Regions from separate parts of the Sus scrofa genome. Here region 2 is linked to region 1. A link is a contact called in public HiChIP or PLAC-seq data. All regions are on one chromosome and are shown on one strand. Each heading gives the region's core, a stretch centred on a gene start, on an enhancer-like site or on the middle of the called end of the contact. The rest is flanking DNA. Distances are from core to core; before and after follow the strand shown.

What was found. HiChIP or PLAC-seq counts read pairs in DNA pulled down with a chosen protein or histone mark.
Region 2: an H3K27ac HiChIP or PLAC-seq map of alveolar macrophages shows a contact between it and region 1. The contact joins the promoter of NEU1 here to the enhancer-like site in region 1. A contact is called at or near these places in 9 of 47 Hi-C or Micro-C datasets (adipose tissue, embryonic fibroblasts, epiblast stem cells and 3 more) and 1 of 2 datasets of contacts at active chromatin or transcription factors (alveolar macrophages).

What each region holds. Positions count from the first base shown.
Region 1 is chr7:23,876,279-23,882,314 of Sscrofa11.1, forward strand. VWA7 (von Willebrand factor A domain containing 7) reads right to left here. Exons shown (of 17, transcript NM_001195327.1): 6 at 5,894-6,005; 7 at 5,612-5,781; 8 at 3,536-3,648; 9 at 2,776-2,892; 10 at 2,098-2,283; 11 at 1,523-1,655; 12 at 1,268-1,420; 13 at 858-950; 14 at 1-258. Among named protein-coding and RNA genes, the nearest start is that of VWA7, 6.3 kb to the right of the region's middle. Within about 2 kb of position 2,618, at least 4 of the 83 cell types and tissues checked have an H3K27ac peak or open chromatin away from gene starts, as enhancers often do. A contact at or near this core is called in alveolar macrophages and retroperitoneal adipose tissue, where this site is marked.
Region 2 is chr7:23,954,813-23,960,838 of Sscrofa11.1, forward strand. It overlaps NEU1 (neuraminidase 1), which reads right to left and starts at 3,847. Exons shown (of 6, transcript NM_001101822.1): 1 at 3,546-3,847; 2 at 2,940-3,132; 3 at 1,717-1,979; 4 at 166-348. The coding sequence starts at 3,707. SLC44A4 (solute carrier family 44 member 4) reads right to left here. Exons shown (of 21, transcript NM_001101818.1): 17 at 5,984-6,026; 18 at 5,687-5,757; 19 at 5,490-5,584; 20 at 5,331-5,415; 21 at 4,123-4,367. The coding sequence ends at 4,246.

The DNA.
Region 1 (6,036 bases), core at 1,368-3,867:
GGTGCAGGCCCTGCCCTGCTCCATCCTGGCCAATCAGCTCCAGAGAGAAGGGTCCCGAGGTGGCCAGGAGCGTGGGTGGTAGCGAAGCAGTGAGGAGACCTCGTTCCTGGGGTCCCATCGGCTCCAAAGGCACCCGACCCAGCTCCTCACCCTGCAGGACCCCTCGAAGGACGACGTGGGAGAAACGCGGGAGAGGATCTCCAGGGTTTCCTCTCGAACCAAGCCCTGTCACTTCTACCAGCAGCTGGGTCTGGAGACCTGGGACAGGGAAGCGGAAGAGGGAACAGGGATCTGCCTGAGATTTGGAGACAGGAAGAAAAGAATGAACAGCTTTGAGCAGGGCTTAGCTCTGGGGACCATGGATGGGGAAAAGGGGTTACCTTTAGGGGTGGCGATGGGGAGGGCGAGGAGGGAGTTCTGGGAGCCTAGAAATACTCTATAGCCGATATAGCCGAACTGAGTGACGGTTACATGAGTGTGTTATATAGAGTTTAGTGCACCTTCTTAAATACTTGTTATAACTCAATAAAAAGTACATACATAATGAACAAGATAGGGGTGGGGAGGGAGTTCCAATCGTGGCTCAGTGGTTAACGAATCTGACTAGGAACCATGAGGTTGTGGGTTCCATCCCTGGCCTTGCTCAGTGGGTTAAGGATCCAGCATTGCCATGAGCTGTGGTGTAGGTTACAGACGCGGCTCAGATCCCGAGTTGCTGTGGCTGTGGTGTAAGCTGGTGGCTACAGCTCCGATTCGACCCCTAGCCTGGGAACATCCATATGCTGCAGGAGCGGCCCTAGAAAAGAGAAAAAGAAAAAGAAAAAAAAAAAAAAAGATAGGGGTGGGGATAGATGTACCTGTAACCGGTTGAGTCAGGGGGTAGAGGCCAGGGTGGGGTCCATCCTCCACGGGGATCCCGAAGTGGAAGAGGAAGTCCAGGGAGGTCTGGGCTGCGGGGCGTCAAAGCAGTCAGAGATACTCCCAAGAGGAATGTGACTGAATTGCTCTCGGGCTCTGCAGTCTCCTCCTCCTTTCCTATGAAGAGCTCCCTCCCTCCTTACCTTTCACTACTGGGTTTTTCCTTTTGATGGCTGCATATGTAAGTTCCCAGGCTAGAGGTCGGATCAGGAGCAGCAGCCACCCCGACACTACAGCCACAGCCAAAACCGGACCCCTAACTCACTGAGTGAGGCCAGGGATCAAACTCACATCTTCATGGATACTAGTCGGGTTCGTTACTGCTGAGCCACAACGGGAACTCCCTTACCTTGCACTCTTACACGAGGGGTGCCGTTGGCTGTGACCTGGATCTCCCAGGTTCCTGTCTGCAGAGGGTCATTCATGGTCACTATCCAGAACTGCCCAAAGTGGCGAGTGTGACCTAGAGGCCCCTCACCTTCGTCCTGACCCTGGGAGACTCCTGGGTGGGTGTTGGGGACAAGAGATTGTCACATGAGAATTCCACTACCCCTCATTCTCCAGTCTCCATTTTTCCTCTGCCTTGAGACACGCATGGAGCTACCTGCAGGGTTTCTGATCCAGAAGCTGCTGACCTCGCCGTGGATCCGGACTGTGACCCTCTGGAGCAGCCCATCCACATTGAACACCAGTGGCCTCTCAGGCACCACAATAGGAGGCTCCAGGGGAAGGGTCACCTTGAGGGGCAGGAGCAAAAAAATGTGGGAGATGACAAGGCATGAAATGAGGTAGGAAGAAAAGGCACGGACAGAAAAAACTAAGTAACACGTGGAGAAGGGAACCCGGTGAGAGGAAAGACCAAGGATGAAACTACAGTCAGTGACAAAGTTGGAGGCCAGGGAGTTGTTGGGACGAGGCAACTACGTCTTTCCCCCCTTAAAAGATGGCAGAACTTCCTGGGGTAGCCATGAGGACAGAACACTGGAGGCCAAAGCTGGGGAGAGGGTAGTATTGACATGGAAGGAGCAGCGTAGAAGGTGGGTAGCCTTGGATCTCAGAGGGAGAGAAACTTCCTTTCCCACCCTTTAGCCTAGAATGGCATCCTGGCAAAGAAATGCGGTGTCACACCTCCCTTTAGTTCTGAGTTGAGCGCAGTGGTCCCTCTGGCCCCACACTTACCAGGTCAGCTATGCTGTCCCCAACAATGGCTGCCACATCCTGAATGTACTGGTCTTTGGTGAAGATCACTTCTCCACCCGAGGCCAGGGCCACCGCTTCATATGGCTCAAAACGCAGAGGGGACAAGACCTCACGCCGAGCTCGGCCCCGAACCCGAGATGGATCTTCAGTCACCAGGAATGTGACCTGTGCCCAGAAGAGAGGCCAGGAGTTGAGGTTGACAGCGCCATCTACCGCTGTAAACGAGGACCTCCTGTGCTCAAGCTTTCTACAGAGCTAAAGATTGGTGAGAAATTCTGTCTACCCTCTGGCTGCTACAGCAGGGTCTCCCAGTGGCACAACCCCCAGCCTTCAGTGAAGACATTGCCACCCCCATAACTGTCACCATAGGTCATCCACATAGGGGACTGTTGGCAACCAGATCTCCAGTTCTTCAAATGGTTTAGTGCGGTAGGTTCAAATATGAACTCAGCGTCATTAAGGGTGGGGCCTCCCACTCTTTAGCATTGTTAAAGGGATCCGGAAGTGGTTTGCTCATGGTCCACTTCTTCCCGCCAAACCAAGGCTGGTTTAACCACCACACTGTGGGTGTGACACTTGTTGTGAGAGTGTTGGTTGTCCCAGTGTTTCTCGCATCCCTGGGTGGCTAACACTGAGTCTCCCACCAGCTCTGCTTACTCTGCAACGCCGCTCCCGAGTCAGGGATTCCACCCGATTGGTGAGATAGGCATCCTTGGGGGAGGCGTCAGTGAAGACGAAGATGTCTGAGAGCGGAGGTGTGTGGAGCAGGGCCAGCTGTCAGGGAGGAAAAGACTGGTTTTAAAAAATGGCAAGGGGAGTTCTTATCACGGTTCAGCAGGCACAGATCTGACCGGTATCCATGAGGACGCAGGTTTAATTCCTGGCCTTGCTCAGTGGGTTGAGGATCTGAAGTTGCCGCGAGCTGTGGTGTAGGTCACAGATGTGGCTCAGATCTGATATTGCTGTGGCTGTGGTGTAGGCCGGCGGCTACAGCTCTGATGCAACCCCTAGCCTGGGAACTTCCATATGGTGTGGTGCAGCCCTAAAAAGACAAAAAAGAAAAGAAAAAAATGACGGCACAGAGTTCTCTTGTGGTGCAGTGGGTTAAGGATCAGGCTTTGTCAGTGGCTTAGGTTGCTGCTGTGATGTGGATTCAAACCCTGGCCCTGGAACTTCTACCTGCCATAGGTAAGAAAAAAAAAAAAAAAAAAAAAAGCAGCAGCAGAGAAATGGGTAAAGCCAGGGAGGGCAGAGTAGAAGACAATATAGCCCTGGAATCTGGAGTGAAGCCAGTGGCACTAGGCTCTGAAATGGGCCGGGGGCCAGGGGGCAGGGGGTGTCCCAGGGAAGCTCTAGTTCCCTTGCTTGTGGGTCCTGGAAAGGGGAGGAGAAGAAGGGAAGGGGGAAGAGGGCAGACCTCCAGGGCTGACAAGCACATCTCGGGCTCGTCTCCACCTCCCAAGGCGTGTATCTCATTGAGTTGTTGCCAGAAGCTGTCAGGGTCACTGGTGATAAACACAGGGCCAAAGCCTGAGGAAGAAGAAAGGAGGGTGAGATGAGTGAGGACAAGGCTCTCCCCACTCCCACCGAGGGCCAACTCCCCCGTTGTCAAGAGGCCCGCTGTGTTCCTCAGGTGTTCAAGTGTTGAGATAACAATACTCCCTTATGTTTATATGGACAGGGCAAGACAAGGCAGGGACCAGGTACCTCTGGGGGGAAGCGGACATCACTTCCTCACAAGCTGGTGGTACTTCTATGGCCCTGAGTTCGCTTTTTTGGGTATATGCATAAGCATCAAAAACAACTAGGGGAGGAGTTCCTGTTGTGGCTCAGTGGTTAATGAACCTGACTAGGATCCATGAGAATACCGGTTTGATCCCTGGCCTGGCTCAGTGGGTTAAGGATCCAGCGTTGCCATGAGTTGCGATGTAGATCGAAGATGCGGCTTGGATCCCACATTGCTGTTCCTGTGGTGTAGGCCGGCAGCTGCAGCTCCGATTTGACCCTCTAGCCTGGGAACCTCCATACGTCACGGGTGTGGCCCTAAAAAGACAAAAAACAAAAACAAAAACCAACTAGGGGAGTTCACTTGTGGTGCAGGAGTTGAGGATGTGGTATTGTCACTGCATCAGTTTGGGTTGCTGCCATGGTGGGGGTTTGATCCTTGGCCTGGGAACTTCCACATGCCATGGGCATGGCCAAATAAATATTAAAAAATAATACAAATGAGCTTATTTATAGGACAGAAATAGACTCACCAACAGAGGAAAAAAAAGTTGGAGTTGCCAAAGAGGAAAGGGGCAGGGAGGGATAAATTAGGAGACTGGGATTGACAGATACACAGTAGTACATATAAAACAGATACACAACATGGACCTACTGTATAGCACAGGGAACTATACTCAATATCTTGTAAAAACCAAAACAAAAAGAATCTAAAGAATTTATATATGTGTGTACATATATATACACACATATATATAAGGGAATCACTTTGCTGTACATCTGAAACATTGTAAATCAACTACACTGCAATTGAAAACAAAAAACCAAAAACATAAAACATTGGCATTTCCAGTTCCCATCGTGGCTCAGTGGAAACAAATCATACTAGGATCCATGAGGACACAGGTTCCATCCCTGGCCTCACTCAGTGGGTTAAGGATCCAGGTTTGCCGTGAGCTGTAGTGTAGGTCACAGACATGGCTTGGATTGGGCATTGCTGTGGCTATGGTGTAGGCCAGCAGCTATAATTCTTATTTGACCCCGAGCTTGGGAACTTCTATATTCTGAGGGTGTGGCCCTAAAAAGACAAATACACACATACACACACACGTTCATATATGCACATATATATATATACACACATGTGTATACATATACATACACACACACACACACACACACACACACACAGGCAGATCAGACTCAAAGTCTGCTCTTGGGCAATTCTCAGTCCACATTTTTTTTGGTGATCATTTCAACCCCGGAAGATAGACAGGAAAAGGCAAGTACTGACCCATTTTATGGATGACGAAATGAGGAAAGAGAAGTTAAACCATCAGCCTAAGGACACACAGTAAGACTTGGGGTCTGATTTCTAATTCAGTGGGGAAAGGAATGTGATGAACTAACTGTCCTGGACATTTTCACAGAGGCCTGGACCCACCCTCCCCTCTGTCTTCATCCCAACTCTATAGGAAATGGAGAGAACTGAAAATGACTTATTAGAATAGAAGCCTAAGAAAGCAGAGGCCACCTGCCTAAGCACATATCATCATTATTAATATGGAAAATGCTGTCATTTAGGAAACAGTGGAAGAAGTGGCTGATTATTTCCTACAGGCACATAGGTACCTGTAAAGCTCCTCTCAGGACCACAGAAGGGCCTCCATTTTATTATGGAAGGGAAGCCATGAGGCTCGCTTCCCTACCAGTGGCATTTACCCCTGCCCTGGACTTCCCTGCACTATCCCGGCCAGAACACAGTTACCTGGGTCGTGGAAAGGCACCAGGACATAGTGGGAGGGCTCCATGGGGCTGCCCCGCCGCTGCTCCACTATGTGGCGAGCCTGGATTTTGGCAGCGTTGATCTCCTCACCCATACTGCCTGTGGTATCCAGGACGAAGCTCAGGCTGGAGGCTGGGGTGATGTCCAGCAGCCTGGAAGCAGGCCAGGGATACAGTGAAGGGTCTGTACACTGTCCCCATCCCCTGGTTTCTCAGCTCTGGGGCACCTGCCTATAAAAGAACCCGTCTCCAGGGGACCACTCACCTGGAGAAACCCCTGTCTCCCAGGCGGTTTCGTAGGAGGCTGAAGGCCTGGATGGAGGCCAGAAGGGCCAGTTTTGCAGCCTGGAGGTGCAGCATGTGGTGGGGGGAGAAGCCTGGGGATGTGCTATCCTTGTTGATGCCTCC
Region 2 (6,026 bases), core at 2,597-5,096, 80 kb after region 1:
CTGGGGAGAGAGAAGAGGGCTTCAGATGACCCAGGGAGGGTCCTGAGGGGCAAGGCAGCTGGGAACACAGAGCTGGCAGCCAGCCCCTGCTGGGGCGGTGAGTGAAACGACGCTCTGGAGGCCAGAGCAGGTTGGGCAGGTGGGGACAGCCCAGGGACTCCTGACCTGGCACTCGTCCGGGTTGAAATCGTTTTCCCGCTTGGGCTGGCCATAGGGGATGCCGCTGATCCCACTTCCGTAGCGCCACGAGGCGCCGTGGTCATCGCTGAGGAGGCAGAAGACCCCGTCCCGCTCCAGCGTCCCATGGCCGCACACGATGAGCCGGCCCTTCTGAGGCGCCCACTGTTTCTGTGGGAAAAGAGCCGGGTGCCCCAGACAACAGACGATCAGGGGGCTCAGAGGCAGGGAAGGGGAACCCGCCACCACCTAAGTGTGAGGACACACCTGGGTCCCCTTCGGTTCTGTCCTTGCTTGCTGAGGGCCCCCTGTTACAGACACCCACTGTCAGAATCAAGAAGCTCTGGGAGTTCCCATGGTGGTGCAGTGGAAACGAATCCGACTAGTAAACATGAGGTTGGGGGTTCAATCCCTGGCCTCGCTCAGTGGGTTAAGGTCTGGCCTGGCTGTGAGCTGTGGTGTAGGTCGCAGATGCAACTCAGATCCTGCATTGCTGTGGCTGTGGTGTACACCAGCAGCTGTAGCTCCGATTTTGACCCCTAGCCTGGGAACTTTGGGCAGTTTCCACTGTGGTGCAGTGGGCTAAGGACCTGTCGTAGGTCATAGGTGTGGCATGGATTCCATCCCTGGTCCAGGAACTTCTGTATGCTACAGGTGCAGCCATAAAATTAAAAAGGAGGAGGTTGGGGGGTGGGGGATGCGCTGGGGGTGTGGGATGGAAACCCTATAAAATTGGATTGTGATGATCATTGTACAACTATAAATGTAATAAATTCATTGAGTAATAAAACAAAACAAAACAAAACAAAAAAAAAAAGAAGGAGGAGGAGGAGGAAGAGAAGCAGCAGAAGCAGCTCTTTTGCAGAATGTACTCCTTCAGGATCCAGCGTGTACTCTGGACGAGTTGTGCACAGGGGCCCACCTCAACCCAACCATTGCTCCTGGACCAAGCTGTAGACCATGGCACAGGCTTGTGTCTGCCCAAAGGAAGGAAGGCTTTTTTTAAATCTGCACAGGATTTTATAATATTTTTTCCCCTTAATCTTCATATGGATTGACAATCCCCAAATAGGAAGCCAATGGCAAAATCCCACCTTCTGGGAGTTCCCATTATGGCGCAGTGGTTAACGAATCCGACTGGGAACCATGAGGTTGTGGGTTCGGTCCCTGCCCTTGCTCAGTGGGTTAACAATCCGGCGTTGCCATGAGCTGTGGTATAGGTTGCAGATGTAGCTCGGATCCCGCGTTGCTGTGGCTCTGGCGTAGGCCAGTGTCTACAGTTCGGATTGGACCCCTAGCCTGGGAACCTCCATATGCCGCGGGATCGGTCCAAAGAAATGGCAAAAGGACAAAAAAAAAAAAAAAAAAAAAATTTCCACTTTCCTTTGGAAGGGTGTTCCTCCCAGGATGTCCCTTTCTTCCAAGGAATCCCACCTAAGACAGAAAAGCTGACCTCACAGGCCCTTCTCTTTGCAAAGGAGTCCCTTGTGGGGCAGACTCTCTACAAGGCAGCTCCCTCCACCCACTCAGGACAGACACCTGAATGCCAGATCCAGGTCCGGGGGCAAACATCTCAGTGCCTATATCCAAGGACAGGTTTCGGGGCGAGCTCCAGGAAATACCATCATCCTTGCTCCACACCAACATGGTGGAGGCCACCCGGCAGCCAGCCTTGTGAGCACAGAGGGAGTAGAAAAGGAAGACCACGCCTGTCGTTGTATCGCTCACCACTGCCCCCAAGTTCAGACCATCTGGGGTCTCCCCATCATCCACAATGAAAGCTGTCGGAGACCATGTGCTGCCTAAAGGAAAAAGGGAAGAAACGCAGGGTGAACAAGCTGGAGGGGCTCTTTCCACTACTCCCTGAAATTTCCACCCCCTGCTAGGGATCCAAGGTCTCATGATGGTCCAGAGGGCCTACGAGTCCTGACCCTCCTTCTCTCTCTGACTGTATCTGTTCTACCCTTGCTCACTTCCTCCAGCCGCACAAACTCCTTCCCATTTCTCAAATACTTTCCTTTGCCTTATCTTGTTACACCTGCCTGGGGCATTTTTTCCTCAGGCTCATTTACCTCCTTTAAGTCTTTGCTCAAATGTCCTTTTTTGAAAATTGCAGTCAAACTCTTGACCCTCTCCATACCTCTTGCCCTGTTTTATTTTTATTTTTCTCCATTACACTTAATCACCTTCCAACACAAATATATTACTTATTATGCTTATTGTCTGCCTCCTCCCAATAGAATATAAGCCCTGCAAAGGCGAGGATTTTTGCTCTGTTTTGTTCATAACTGTAGTCACAGAACTTAGAACACTGCCAGGTATATAGTAAGTGCTCAATAAACATTTGGATGAATGTTCAACTCCTTGGAGATCCCAATGTCTGCATTACTGCCCTGGACACCTTCCCTTCTTAGGTTGCCTCTAGTCTTCAGGGACCCAGCAGCTCCAGGGCTCTACGGAAAATCAGGCTCCCCACCCATTCAACATCTTGCCACACAGGCTTTTTTTTTTTTTTTTAGGGCTGCCCCTGCGTGCGGCATATGGAAGTTGCCAGGCTAGGTGTCAAATTGGAGCTGCACCCACCGGCCTTTGCCACAGCAATGAGGGATCCAAGCCAGGTTTGCAACCAACACCACAGATCACAGCACCGTCAGATCCTTGAACCCACTGAGCAAGGCCAGGGACTGAACCCACATCCTCATGGTTACTAGTCGGGTTCATTACTGCTAAGCGGTGGTGGGAACTCCCAGGCATAGTTTTACCCTGGTCCATGGATCTCCGCAGAGCAATGAATTTAGCGCCTTTATCCGATGCTGACATTTTCCTGGCCTCAGCGAAGGCAAGGAGGGTGCCTCGAGGAGTGGTGGTGATGAGTGGGATGCGGAAGGTGTCCACAGAACCGATCTGTTTTCCGCTCACCCACAGCAGTTGCTCCATGGTCACCAGCGGGTGCACCTGTGAAGGGAGGAGTTCCGGTGAACTGAACAAATGTGACTTGGGCTTTAGGGTGAATGAATAGCAACTCAGACGCAGGTTCCCCTGGGAAAGGTAGGGTGGTAGGGACCCCAAGTGGGAGCAGGTTTCCCAGAACAAGGAAGGGGAACCCTGAGGAGAGTTTGTAGCGAAGCTGGAGTCTCTAGGCAGCGTAAGGGACTACGAGGGGAGAAGAAGCCCTCTGGGATAGGGAAACCTCAAAAGGGGAAGGAGCTCGAATGAGGAGCCTCAGAAGGAAAGAGGACGAGGAACCCAGAGAGGGGCAGGGATTGGGAAAGGAGAGGGGGCTTAGCAGCCTGCGTCCCGGGCGTACAACCTGACACAGACCGACCGCCTGCGTGGTTGGGGATGGGGCCATGCGAGGGTTAACTCACCAGACTGAAGTCGTTCTTTGCCCTGGCTCCGACTCCTGCCGGAGACAACAGCAGCAGGAAGATCGAGGCAAATACCTGGGCCCTATAGGCTTCCCCTAATCCCAGCATAGGCGGTCTCCCGGGTCTGCCCAGGGGCACTGCGCCGGGTCGCTCCGCAGTCATCTCTCCCCCGCGGCGGCCGCGACCCTGGCTCCACGATTAGACGCGGGCTTGAGTCGCTCAGTTGACCCCAGCCCTTTAAATGCTCAGATGTCACCCTCAAATCCACAGCAAGTCAGGGCCCCCAGCCGAGCTACCGCGACTTTAATTGGCCCTCGCGTAACTCCTCACGTGACCCTTCAGCACCTCCTCTCTACGTTGTCCAATGGGCCTTCTTTGAAGTCCCGGAGCGCGTGACCCGAACGGGAAGACTATTGGTTTGATTGAAGAAGGGGGCGGGCATAACTCCACAGATGCCTTTTGATTGGCCGTGATACTGGTGGGGGTGTAGGGGCGTCACAGGGGCAGGGCCCCTTTTAAAGAGCCAGGTGGGCGGGGGAGGGCAGCGTGTGGTCTTGGAGGAAATAAAAGTCCCAGAGTTTTTGAGAAAACACAATATCAATCTTTTAATCTTTTTACTACAAAATCGACATCTGGAAGGCGGGAATGAGGCTGGGAGGCTGTACAGGCGGGGTGCTGTTTTGGATCAGGGCTACGTCTCTCACTTCTTCCTCTTCTTGTCTCCCGAGGGCACCTCGTTCTTCTTGCCCAGAATCTTCAGAAGGGCTTTGGACATGTAGTAGGGCCGGTCCAGGGAGCCGTCGTTCCTCTCCAGGTCTTCCACTGAGGCGCGACATAGACCCATAAGAACGGAACGTTGGGGGCTAACCCCATTCCCGGGGGTGGAAATCAAGGACCAAGAGACAGCTGCCTGGTTTCCTGGCTGCATTCCCACCAGCTGTTTTTTGGGGCAATTTTTGTAAACTGCTAAATAGGTTATGTAAATAGGTCATCTGTAGAGTGGAGTCGATAATACTATGTTTCATAGAATGAAAGGGATTAACGGAAAAAAATACATGATACATGTCAGTTTCTTAGCGGAGAGCCTGGTACTTAAGATATCCCAAATGAATGCATACAGTAGGGTGAGAAAATCCTCACTCTCTACAGCCACCTGCTGGGGAGTCTGCTGTGGCTAACTTCATCCCTAGATCTATCTTTCTTTCTCTCTCTCTCTCTCTCTCTCTCTCTCTCTCTCTCTCTCTCTCTCTCTCTCTCTCTTTCTTTCTTTCCTTTCTTTCTTTCTCTCTTCTTTCTCTCTCTTTCTCTTTCTTTCTTTCATTCTCTCTCTCTCTTTCTTTCTCTCTTTCTTCTTTCTTTCTTCCTCCCCCCCCCCGCCCCCGCCACCCCGCATTCGTGGTATACAGAAGGGCTTAGGGCACAGCTTCGCAATGCCGGATCTTTAACCCAATGTACAGGGCCAGGGATGGAACCTGCCCTGCCGCAGAGACAGCACCAGATCCTTAGCTTGCTGTACCACAGCAGGAACTCTCTTCCCTAGATTTTCTGCAGGAAGATGCCAGAGGCCTCTCCCCTGGAATGCTCCTTCTTGGGAGAGCGCAGGAGACTAGGGGCTCACTCCCATACTGCTTCCCAAATACCTGGCCTGAGGATGTTAGTAGAGGCTCCCTCAGGCTCTGGCTTCTATAACTCATGAAATTGCTATTTCGAGAAGCACCAAGTCTCTGAAAAAGCCTGAATGATCTGGTACCTTTAAGTTGGGGAGAGGTGGGGGGTGTTACTCACAGAAACAGAGGAAGAGAGTATCCACACACATGCCGAAAACGCTGAAGAAGCCACTGGCGATGACGTAGGCTCCCATGATGGAGGTCTGGAAGACACAAAGCCCGTTTAGGGTTCCTCTGGAGAGGTGGAGGGTGAGGCAGAGGGGCGAAGGTCACTCACCATGATGGGCAGCCAGTAATAGTTGAGCTGGGGACTCTCAAAGTCTTTACCCAGTCCCTGGATGCGACCGGTGAAAAAAAAGAAGGACAGGACCCCTAGGGGAGAGATCTGGAGGTCAATGTCACTCCTCTAAGGTCACCTCTTAAACTGCCTGGCCACCAGTGTTCTGTCCTTGTAACTCGTGTCTTGGTCCTTACCGACACCTCCAACCACCAGCAATTTCCCAAAGAACAGCAGCAGGTCTGTGACCTTGTCCAGGACGACCACCCTGTATAGGGAGATGGGGTAGGTTGGGGGTGAGAGGCCTGGCAGGGCTGGGAAGAGAATTGGCTATGTGATTTGCCGTGACAGCTGCAAAATGAAAATCGCTCACATTTCAAGATGGAGGAAGCAGAGGTTAAACCAAGCTCAAGGCCCTTCTGAGCACAGCATGCCCAGGAAGCTGGCCTTGCGGGGAGATCACCAGGGTTGGGGTGGGGTGGTGACAGCCTGACCTGACAATGTTCCGCATGAGCAGCATGAAGGCGTTTTTGGCTG